Linked DNA regions of Mus musculus: all the other regions are linked to region 1. A link is a contact called in public HiChIP or PLAC-seq data. All regions are on one chromosome and are shown on one strand. The core of a region is the stretch at or near the end of the contact, and the rest is flanking DNA. Distances in the headings are between cores, read along the strand shown. Region 1 holds the start of Hhat (hedgehog acyltransferase). Region 2 holds the start of Traf3ip3 (TRAF3 interacting protein 3). Region 3 holds the start of Irf6 (interferon regulatory factor 6).

Region 1 (3,496 bases), core at 362-2,861:
TTACAAGAGATAAGTCACCAACACCAAGTGGCCCTGATAACAAACAGCCAACAAGCAACATCAGAATGTTGTCCTCAAGACTTACAGTGAATGCTCACTTAAGAAGACTGCTTTAAATCTCTTTTGTATGTTTTCAGCAGATGATTATTAGAGCACACATACATGACACTGGGTCATGGCATGGAGAAGCACATATTGAAGCTTACAGCTATGCATTTGTTTAGATTGTGAAAGTTGGTTATATGGGAAACCCAAGACAAGTAAAGCCCATTGTTACATTGTTCTCTGAAAGGCAAGTTAAACAAACAGGCCGACTAGAAAGTAGTCTTGAGTGACCTCAATGTATATTATTAACTTCACCCGAGAAGCCCAGCAAAGCTTCCAGTCTCTTAGAATATAAGATAATTTTGTCAAAATACACTCCCACACTCAAGTCTCTTGTCTACGTGCAACTGGATTCTGATGTTTCCATCAACTGTTTTAAATCCACGTGTACTAAGAAGTACCACTTGGAATATTCCCCGCCGGCACGTTCTTCAGCTCATTGCTTAGTCTTGCTTTGGGCTTTGGTATTGTGGGTGTTCTGCATGTGAGGCAAGGCTCCACCACTGAGCTGTGTCTCCTCTGCCAATGCTTACTTTTACATTTTGAGACAGTTTGTCAAAATCACTCTGTAGCCCTGGTTTTGAACTTCGGATCCTCCTGTCTTGGCTGTATAGCTGGGTCACAAGCCTGGAGTATTTTCTCTTACACAGATGTTTCTGATTTACATTAGCCAAACCTGACTTTATTTTATGTCTTCAAATGAGCACTGTGCACATGTAGAAAAGAGTTAGACTTAAATGGCATTGAACCCACAGTAACAGGCCATTTAGAACCTGACACAGAAGAGGACCACCTCTTCTGACTGTCCCAGAGCAGAGCTAACACTTTGGCACCTTCTGGGCCAAACCCTGGGCTTTATTACAGTGACCAGACTTGTCAGGTACCAAGGCACACTGTTATTACAAATATACAAGACATATATGTTGTATGCATGTTGGGTGCTCTCCTGAAGAGGCCAGAGCAAGGCTTCCACATCTTCCTCTTGCCTCACCTCATTTTTGTGGTGCAGGGTCTGCATTAGCCTCTAATTGGAGGCTTCCTGTTTAGACTAAGGCAGCTGGTCAGGATCTAGGGGTTCGATAGAGTCTCTACCTTCAATGACGGGGCTACAGGCACACCAGCCATGCCTGGCTCTTTACTTCAGTGTGGGGATTAAACTCAGATCCTAACACTTGCATAGCAAACCCTTACTCACTGAGCCACATCTCTCCAACCCCCAGGAACTGTTAGAAAGTATATTACGTCTTCCAAACAACAAAGGCCATATGATACCAAGAAAGTATTAACTTGGCACCCTGTGTTTTTATTTTGGGCAACCTGGCACTCCTGGTCCGGCTGTTTTAGTTGGTGCTGGGGAAGGTGGAAGTGAAGATGATTTTAAAGTCGGTTTTGCAGAGATTTCTCCAGCTCTATTTAGTCTGCCCTTCACTGGTCTAAGTCATCTTCCTGTAGCAGGGCAGGCCGTACACACCCCCGCCCCAGACTCATTCCTTTGGGGACCGGAAGAATCCTGGAGCCTGAGGTTCTGGTGGGACCCTGTGTAATGATTCGGCTCCAGTAAATGTACAGAGCCCTGGCCAATCCTGCGTTCGGGAACCCGGGCACAACATCTCAGGCCAGGCGCTCACCCCCGCGGCCTCTGACCCGCGCTGTGCTCGCGAGTCCCTCCCGGGCCGCGGCTCAGCGCGGCGGGGTGCAGGGACGCCTTCTCTCCCGCTCGCCCAGCTCTGCACACTGCGATCCAGGTGATTTCGCCCGCGCGAGACAGACAGGGGAAAAGCCGTGCATCGGGGGCGCGCGTGGAGAGCAGGAGGGGGCGTGGGTGGTGAGGCCCCGCAGGGTCAGAGGGCGCGCGGGGGCTGGCGGCGGGCGCGCGTGGAGCTGGCGGCCGTGCAGGGGCCTGTGGTTGCAAAGGCTGCCACGACTTAACCTGCGCGGAGACAGGGGGCTGGCTGGGGTGCCGCAGCAGGTCGTGGGAGGCTCGCCGCTGACGTGGGGGAGAAACGCAATAGCGTTTCCGCTTCCCGTGTCCGTGTCCGCGTGCTGGAGGGCGGCGACACAAAGGCACGGAGTCCCGGGAACCGAGAACCCTGCTGCTCCCTGCAGGAAGGGCGCCTACAGGCCCTCCCCACGCCCCCACCCGGCCCAGCTCAGAGATTTCTGTTTTCTTCGTGGTGTGTGTGTGTGTGTGTGTGTGTTGAAATTGGGCCAACAAACCCGTGCAGCAAATGTTTAACCACCGAGCCCCAGTTCTCAGTTTAAAGATCTCTTTCGCTTTCCAGAAACTCTCTGGACTTAGTTTCCCTCATCTGTTCAGTGGCAAGACTGGGAGACACCAGTTTTTATGCAGGCTCTCCTCCCCCAGATTCAACAGCTATTGGCCGCTTTTAGATCAGGGCCTTCTACGTGTGGGGACTGACAGCGTTATGCAGTGTGTCTGCTCCGTTCAGTGTGGTGTTCTATTATGTAGAGCTGAGCATCTGCTCCAGTGCCACAGGACGCGGCTCAGGGAAAGCTTTGAAGGGCTGTGCGCTTTCACTCAGGGTCTAGAAGTCCATTCTTTCTGGCTTCTATTCTTCATGTTCCGACTTCCCTGTGATTTCTCTCCCCGTAGGATGGTTTATGTGCTGGCTAAGGACAGTTCTGATGGATGTGTTGTTTTGACAGCACCCCAGAAAGACAAGCTGTGTTCTCCAAGACCCTTCAAGGCCACCAGCACCAATGAATTGTCTATGCTAGGGGCTGGGGTTTGGAGCCTTCTTTGGGGACAAAGGCTTTACCTGGTTTTTACTTGGCTTTCTCTTGGAGAGTCACCAGCTGAAGGTGAGGTCAAGGCCCTGGTTGGCAGTTGGCAAGATCTCCTGGTGATCCCAGGTCAGTGTGGCCCAAGGGCAGGGGTGCCATACTTTGGGGCCTCAGAGAAATAAAATTCTTGGTTCTTGCAGAACTTGCTACGGGCCTTTTTGGAGGCTTTTAAAAAGGTGTGGAAAGAACTCAGGATGGGGCTGCTTGGAAGCAGGGGGCCAAGAGGTCAAGGCAGCCATTGCTACATGAGACCCTGTCCCAAGAAACAAAACCAAATTTAAAAATAAGTAAAAGTCACAAAAATACAGGGATTATAAATAATACTGAAACAAAGTTATCAAAACGCCATGAAAGCTCAGATTTGTATAATGTTCTATTGCAGGATATTTGATCATAACTCTCATAAGAAAGAGGAGAAAGAGGGCAGGGGGAGAGAGAGGGGGGAGGGAGGGAGGAAGGAAGAGAGAGAGAGAAGGTAGTAGTTTAAGTTATCTTTTTTATCCTTTTGATCAAAATGCCCCAGGATAAGCAGTTTCAGGGAGAAGGGTTTATTCCTTGTGCAGGTTAGGGGTTTATTCTCTTAGTG
Region 2 (3,496 bases), core at 394-2,893, 430 kb before region 1:
TTACCTCAGACGTTTCCAGGCCTGTGATGAGGTGAACAGCAGAGCAGAACTTCGTGATAGGGCAAAAGCTCACCTCATGACTAGAAAGTAAAAAGTGGAGAGAAGAGCCTAGATGGACTCTCCCCTCTGAGGACACACTACCAACAGTCTAACTGCCTCCCAATAAGCCCATTCCCAAGATTCTAGCACCTTCCAGCAGTGCTGAGGTGGGGAGCTAGGCTCTGAGATGTGGAACTTTGGGGGATCCAAACCACAGCATATAGATAGATAGATAGATAGATAGATAGATAGATAGATAGATACCACTAGTAGACTAATAAAAGTACCTGGAGCTTTATTCTAGAATAAATTACTTGGGCTGGTAATGCACTCATGTATTCATGCACCCATGCACTCATGCACTCATGTACCCATGTACTCATGAACCCATGCTATGTGACTTTGAACTTGCATTAACATTAGTCCCAGTAGCATGAGTATAGCACCCAAAGAGTACCCAGCCATAGATAAGAATTTGATCTCTGTATACATTTCTATATAGTTTTTAATAAAGTCCAAAAGGATCTATGGCAATTCTGATACAATCTCCTGTCTCCCTGTGTTCTCGGGTATTTCTCACCCTAGGAGCCTCCTTGGTCTGGGTTCTAGTATAAGAATCTGGCCTGCGTGCTTCCTTCCTGCCTACTTCTTGACTTTTTCTCTTAAGAGAATGAGGAAATAGCAGTCATGAAGAGGACTGTGATAAGTTCTCCATGTTAACAAAACTTATCCTAGCTACTTGAATATATCATTATCTGCCTCACACCTGCTTCATACCTGTCTCACACCTGCCTCACACCTGTCTCACACCTGCCTCACACATTTCGAACTGTATAGTCTCCATACTGAGTGGCTTGTTCAGAAGGTTGCAGAGCAGTCCTTGAACTTGTACAAACTCAGTTTCCTGTTTATCTATCCTGAGTTGCTCTGGGATTTCCCATTTGTAAGTTTCTTTTTAATGTATCAGTTCTCTTTAATTTTTCCCAAAATTTCTTAGTTCAATTCACTGGGATTTTTCAGATTCTTTTGGCTACCTGCCTTCTGCCCTCTAGCCCTCCATATTTCACCCCTCCACACTGCCTCATAAAGACATGAATCCAGGATGCCCTCAAGGATCTGGAACTCCACAAAACACACAGATCCTTCAGACCACAGGAGACTCTACCCAATGCCAGTATTGGGAAAAAGAGACTCCAAACAGCTAGATGGTATGAGAAACATCCCTCCTGGGTCTTACCACAGAAGTGGCAAGGTATAGATATGGCCCAGAATTCATCCCTGTGTAGTCCTAGAAAAACATTTTTTTTTAAACAGGGTTTCATGTAGCTCAGGCTAGCCTTGAACTCAATATGGATGATCTTGACCTCCTGGTCCTCCTGCCTCTACTTCCTGAATGCCGGGGTTTCAGGTCTGGCTTTTAATGCTGGGGGTGGAGTCTAGGGCTTTGTGCTTGCTAGGCAAGTAAGCACTCTACCTACCGAGCTACAGCACCAACCAGAGGAAGTGAATACTGGGCTGAAACTGCCAGAGAGCAGACCAATCAGGTAGTTGGAGAGTGGGTGCCTGGGTGGACTTCCTCACCAGCCCTGGAGGCCCCAAGAGTGCAGGGGCCCTCTCAAATTGCTAAGGGCAAGGAGAGGAACTGAGGTTTGTGAACACTGTGGCTTGTGTTTCCTGTTTCAGCATGCTGCTGTGCGAAAATAACGTCAGTATAAGAAGAAAATGGTGAGGGGGTTTAGAAACTTCTTCAGAAACTCGGCTTGACAGCTTCCCCAGCCTTCTGAGACCAGAGAGACCTAGAAAGAAAGGGCTGAAGGCTCTCCTGAGACACTTGAGACAGAACCTGGGACTTGAGGTAACTGTGGAGGAAGATGCTTTGGGATCTTGGTTTGGATCTGCTGACTTAGGGTGGGGCAGAATACGCTCTGCCATGCCAGCCTCCTGCGTAGCAGCAGGTGGTAGAATGTACTCGATGGGGCTTGTATGACAAAAAAACATCCTGTGCTAGAGACCTCAGGCAACCACAGGGTATGGCTCCCAGCTCTGCTCCGTCTGATGGCTTCGGTTAGGTGTGAGTTGCATGGCTTGGTGTTGGTGTGCTCTGCATCCATAACACAAATTAAATGACTTTTCCCAATCCCTTCAATGTAGGGATCCCTGTAACAGGCTCTTCAGCTCCCGCTGAGAACTCTGAACTAAGAAGGCCAGATTCGTGTAGGAAGCCACCCATCATCTCCTCTGCATACACAGCCAGGAGGTAGGTGCAAAACTGTGGCAAGTCAACATGTCTGTAGTTGAGGGGCAGTGTGCTGCTGTCTTCCTGTGCAGGAAGGAGAGCCTTCCCTAGCCAGTACTAGCCCTTCCTCCGAGCTCTAACTAGGCCCTTTCATGTTGGCCAGGGGTACCTCAGAAACTACAGAAATCCTGGGCAGTGGCCTTGTGACCTTTTTCTGAACTACAGGACCAGTTCCTTTTTTTCTATAGCCTGTCCCTGTCCATCAGACTTTCCATAGCCTACTTGCGTTAAAGCAAGCCAGGATGATCCCACCATCCTAGAAGGCTGTGTGGTTCCATACAGGTGTCACGCCACACCCCAGGAGGTGTAGAAGGCTATGGGTTTGGAGACACTCCTCTCTCTAGGGAGCCATTCCTATTGCAACTTCCTAAGCATTAAGACCTAATGATGCAGAGAGTAAAATAGCCATATTTCAGTGGCCCTACAGACAATAGATGGAGAACAGGAAGAGACATCCTCACAGACCTGTTCTCAACCCCTCAGACCTTTCTTCTTCCCGTCTGGAAGGTAGGGAACCTGGGAGCTCCCTCTGGTAAGTCCCACAGTGGGGAGCCTAAGCCCTCACACTTATAATGGCATCTCCTTTCTTCACCTACCTGTTCTTTGACTTCCTGTCTGACCTAATTGAGTTGATGATTACATCCAGACCACACAGAAGTGTTTTGTCCTTGTAACCCAAACTCAGAGACTACAGGAACCACAGTAAAATTATTCCAAGATGGAGCTACAAGCCCTGTTCAGAACTGAGAGTGGGAGTAGGGGAGTCAGAGGGCAAAATTGATCATTCTCTGTCCTACAGTCTGGCGTTCCCTGGGGCATTTGATTCACAGCACCAAGTTTTCAGTATTCAGCGCCAGCCATGATAACTACAATATTTTTATATCTATTATTTTTAAAAGGCTGTCGCTTATCATATGCCATGTGGTAGGTATATGGTGTGGGTGTTGGGTGTTGTCTTTTAAGGTTCATGCCCCTTCAAGGGAAGTTTTAGCCCCATCTTATAAATAAGAACACTGAGGCTTAGCAACCCCCCCCCCCCCACACACACACACATACCTGTTTGGTGGGTATTGACAACCTAGAAGTGAGTCACAGTCTGGCCCCAAAGCAAGGGTTCCCCTCCTTCAGTGAAGACAGAATAATCGGGTGCTGTGGCTTGAA
Region 3 (3,496 bases), core at 475-2,974, 380 kb before region 1:
TCCCAATTATTTAAAACTGCAGCAGCATTTTTCTATACCACAAGACAGTGACACTTCTCAGGATGAATAGCAGCGCCATCCTCCACATCAACACAGGCTGTATAGTGTAACCTGTGTTATCCCACCCTCAGGATCCAAGATGTGGTGTCAGCCCCATTTGACAGCTGAGTTAACTGAGGCACAGGGATAAGGTTAAGTGGCCTCTACCTTACCTCTGGGATGCACCAAACCCTGCCTTTGTGCCCTGCACTCTGAGCCTCCCCCATTCTACACATAAACCAACAAGGACCCCAGGAGGAGCCACCAAATTGAGAGGAAGCGATTAAAGACATCTAAATCAGACCTCTCTAAACCTTCAGGCCACTGAAACTGTGCCCTGCCATCTCCAGCTGCCACCACATGAAAATGAAAGGTCTGTTTTCTCTGACAGATAGGAACCATCCAGTGATAAGACCACCACCCACCTCCTCACTGTGAGCAGAGGGCAGGGGCACTTTCAGGCTCCTGGGGCACGAACTGTCCTCATTGTCTGTTCCAGGAGTGGATCCTAGACCTCAAGCTAGAAGGCTCTGGTGGTTTGGGCCAGGTCTCAAAGGCAGCTGTTGGGACTGCCCTAGTTTCCCATTCTTCCTGAATGGAACTGAAATGCCAGCTCCATGAATTTTCACCTTGCCTCGGAGTAAATGCTATTCTACTGCTCACATCCTCACACACCTCCTCCCTGTGGGTTTGGAGTTGGTGGATGACAAGGCCAAGCTGTAGGCCACTGTGCTGTCATGTGTGACACACAGATCTAACTAGCAACTTCACCAATCCCTGCCCAAGCACCTTCGCCCTCTCCCTTCCCTAGCTTCCATCTTGATACCCACCAAGAAAACAGGGAAGGCTGGTTACCACTTTATCACCGAGCGAAGCACGGCAGCCCAGGCCTCCCTTCCAGGCAGGTATGGGAGGCTTTCTGCTCTCCGCGCACCGCCTCCAGCCCCTTCAGGCCAGGAGGGCCTCACCCGGCAGAGCTGCCACGCCTGGCGCCACCCTCCCCAGCACCTAGCTTGGCTACCTGGAACTCCACAGACATCTCCCAGGCCCAGTGTGAGCGGCCTTGACTGTGTTAAGACACTCGGAAAAAGGAAAACAAATCCGACCAAACCCTAGGTCATCCTCATCCCGATTTTCCCTAAACAGCCACTAGAACCCAGGGCCTCGGGGCCTGGGAAGTCCCCGCTGGGACAGAGGAGCCAGCCTCAGAGTAAGCTAGTTAAAACCGGAGAGGCTAGGGTGGAAGGGATTCCTTCCTTCCATCCGATGGTGGAGCAGGCGGAGCAGAAACAAGCTCTTTCTGCGGGAGGGGATCAGAAGGGGCCCGGTGCCGTCCCAAAACTACTTGAAGAAGGGTGCCCAGCGCCCAGCACCCAGACTGGTGCGGGACACGGAACCCAAGCCGGCTCCCCCGCCCACATCAACTCCAATGGGCCCGGCTCCACCCGTCAGGTGTCTGTCCTCCCTCAGGTGGCTTGCCAACGCCGGCGTCCCCACCTGGCCTCAGTCCGTGCTCAGGAGCAGGTGCACAAGAGTTCACACCGCCGCAGCACAGGAGCTCCCCCGACGGCTAGGTGCGGCTGGGAACCGCGGGCTCCTCTGCGGCCGGCACAGGCCCGCACCTGCCCACCTCGGTGCCCAGTGCTCAGAGCCTAGCCCTGGATGCCACAGCCCCTGCACGGTCTGGTCACGCCCTCCAGGTGTGGCCACATCCCCCGGAGTTCAGGATTGGTGCATTGCGAGAAATCTGATCCTCTGCGTTCCTGGGCCGCCGGCCCCGCCCTGCCTCTTCGTCACCCTACGCCCCTGCCACCGAGGGAGCGGTCCCTGTGTGGGCCTCACCCTGCGGGTGTCCGATCGTCCTGGGGACTTTGGGGGGGAGGGTTCTAGGAGTTCACGTCGAAATAGAAGAGCGTCGCCCCTCCCGTAGTGACCCTGCACAAGTGAGGGTTCTGAGACTGGGCCCCAGAACTAGCACGAGGACCTGCGTAGGTGGACTTGGCTTTGAGAAGCTACTCCAGGACTTGTCAATGCACCTTCCAGGACTGCCCGTGGACCCCGTGTTCTACCTTAAGTTCTATCTATTCAAAGGCGACCGCAATTTTCACTTTTTCCATTCTCCATGAAGTGCTAGTTGAAAGCACAGACCCTGGAGCCAGTTGTGGCGTTCAAACCCCCACCCCACCTCGCCCCTGTCTTTATCGGACACTAGAGACCTAAGAAAGTTTTCTCAGCAACCTGAGCTTCCGTTTCTTTTCTGTAGAGTGGGATTTCTAAATCGCCTGCCTGGTAGATTATGTGGGCATTCAATATGTGTCTATAAAGTACATAGCACGTTTGGTTATTATTGAAGTGAGGGTAGAATATCCCACAATACCTTGCAGAGTAAGAGTCTTTTCTGCCACCTGGAGTTCATGTCCTGTGTGCCTGACAAGTGCCACCCACCTGCCCTATCCATTGATCAACTATGAAAGCAGCGTCCAGGCAGTGAGGCAAACCCTTCACCACCAAACGCCGCTGAAACAAGGAGATGGAACATGGGCAAGGCACTTAGGAGGAAGACTGAGGGTGTAGCTCCTTTTTAGAGTGTTTCCCTAGTATATCAAGGCCCTGGGTGAGAACCTCCCCACTGTCCTAAGAATAACAGCAATGAAAGGCGTCCACCACTCAGGAGACTGAGGTGGGAAGACCAAGCCTTCCTAACCTAATACTGTATAGAGTGAAGTTAGTATTAGTTGTCATCTAGACAGCCAGAGGACAGCCCTCTGGACAATGGGGGTGGGGGTGGGATGGGGTTGTATTGATTAAGGTTAGCCTCTGAGAATGTCTTCGAGGGATTGTCTTGATTAAACTAATTGATGTGGGAAGGCCCATCTTAATTGTAAGCAGAATCATTCACTGAGCAAAAAGTGGAGAAGCTAAGCCAAGCTTTAGCGTGTGTGAATCTCTGTTCCCAGCTAAGGAAACTTGAAGCTCCTGAATATTGAAGCCCCAGGATTGACAGGCTGTGCACTCTTGAATGCAGTCAGGAAAAACTTTTCTCCCTTAAGTTTCTTTTTCTGGTTATTTTTATCACAATGGGAAGGAAAAAGAAGACAGTGAGTTTGAGGCCAGCCTGGGATCCATAGTGAGACCCTGTCTCAAAACAGTAAAATAAGATGATGAGGGAGAAATTGCAGATTGGTGTTGTGATCGACTGAGGGAGGGGCCCCCCAGGACCAGAGTGCAGCTTTATTTGGGTGCTTAAAGAAGTGATGGAGTCAAAATGAGGTCATTGTGTTGGCTCTAATCCAATATGACTGCTGTTCTTATAAAATAAGGAGAGTCGTACAGAGGCAGAATGCACAGAATGAATATGATTCAGAGATAAGGGAGAAGACGTCATTGAAATTCAAAAGCAGAGGCCCAGAATAGCTTCCTTCCTCCAGTCCCCAGCTGAATAACAGCACTGTCCTTC

The links. HiChIP or PLAC-seq counts read pairs in DNA pulled down with a chosen protein or histone mark.
Region 2: a contact with region 1 is called in an H3K4me3 HiChIP or PLAC-seq map of microglia, with 4 times the contacts expected there. The contact joins the promoter of Traf3ip3 here to the promoter of Hhat in region 1. A contact is called at or near these places in 2 of 39 promoter capture datasets (the C10 cell line and pre-B cells), 2 of 484 Hi-C or Micro-C datasets (the N1E-115 cell line and double positive thymocytes) and 2 of 115 datasets of contacts at active chromatin or transcription factors (large pre-B cells and microglia).
Region 3: a contact with region 1 is called in an H3K27ac HiChIP or PLAC-seq map of embryonic stem cells, with 14 times the contacts expected there. The contact joins the promoter of Irf6 here to the promoter of Hhat in region 1. A contact is called at or near these places in 11 of 39 promoter capture datasets (the C10 cell line, the HPC-7 cell line, cranial neural crest and 6 more) and 6 of 115 datasets of contacts at active chromatin or transcription factors (the HPC-7 cell line, bone marrow-derived macrophages, embryonic basal ganglia and 3 more).

Annotation. Positions count from the first base shown.
Region 1 is chr1:192,769,334-192,772,829 of GRCm38.p6, reverse strand. Hhat (hedgehog acyltransferase) reads left to right here and starts at 1,611. Exons shown (of 12, transcript NM_144881.4): 1 at 1,611-1,850.
Region 2 is chr1:193,199,693-193,203,188 of GRCm38.p6, reverse strand. It overlaps Traf3ip3 (TRAF3 interacting protein 3), which reads left to right and starts at 1,643. Exons shown (of 16, transcript NM_153137.4): 1 at 1,643-1,894; 2 at 2,191-2,296.
Region 3 is chr1:193,151,340-193,154,835 of GRCm38.p6, reverse strand. Irf6 (interferon regulatory factor 6) reads right to left here and starts at 1,724. Exons shown (of 8, transcript NM_016851.2): 1 at 1,537-1,724.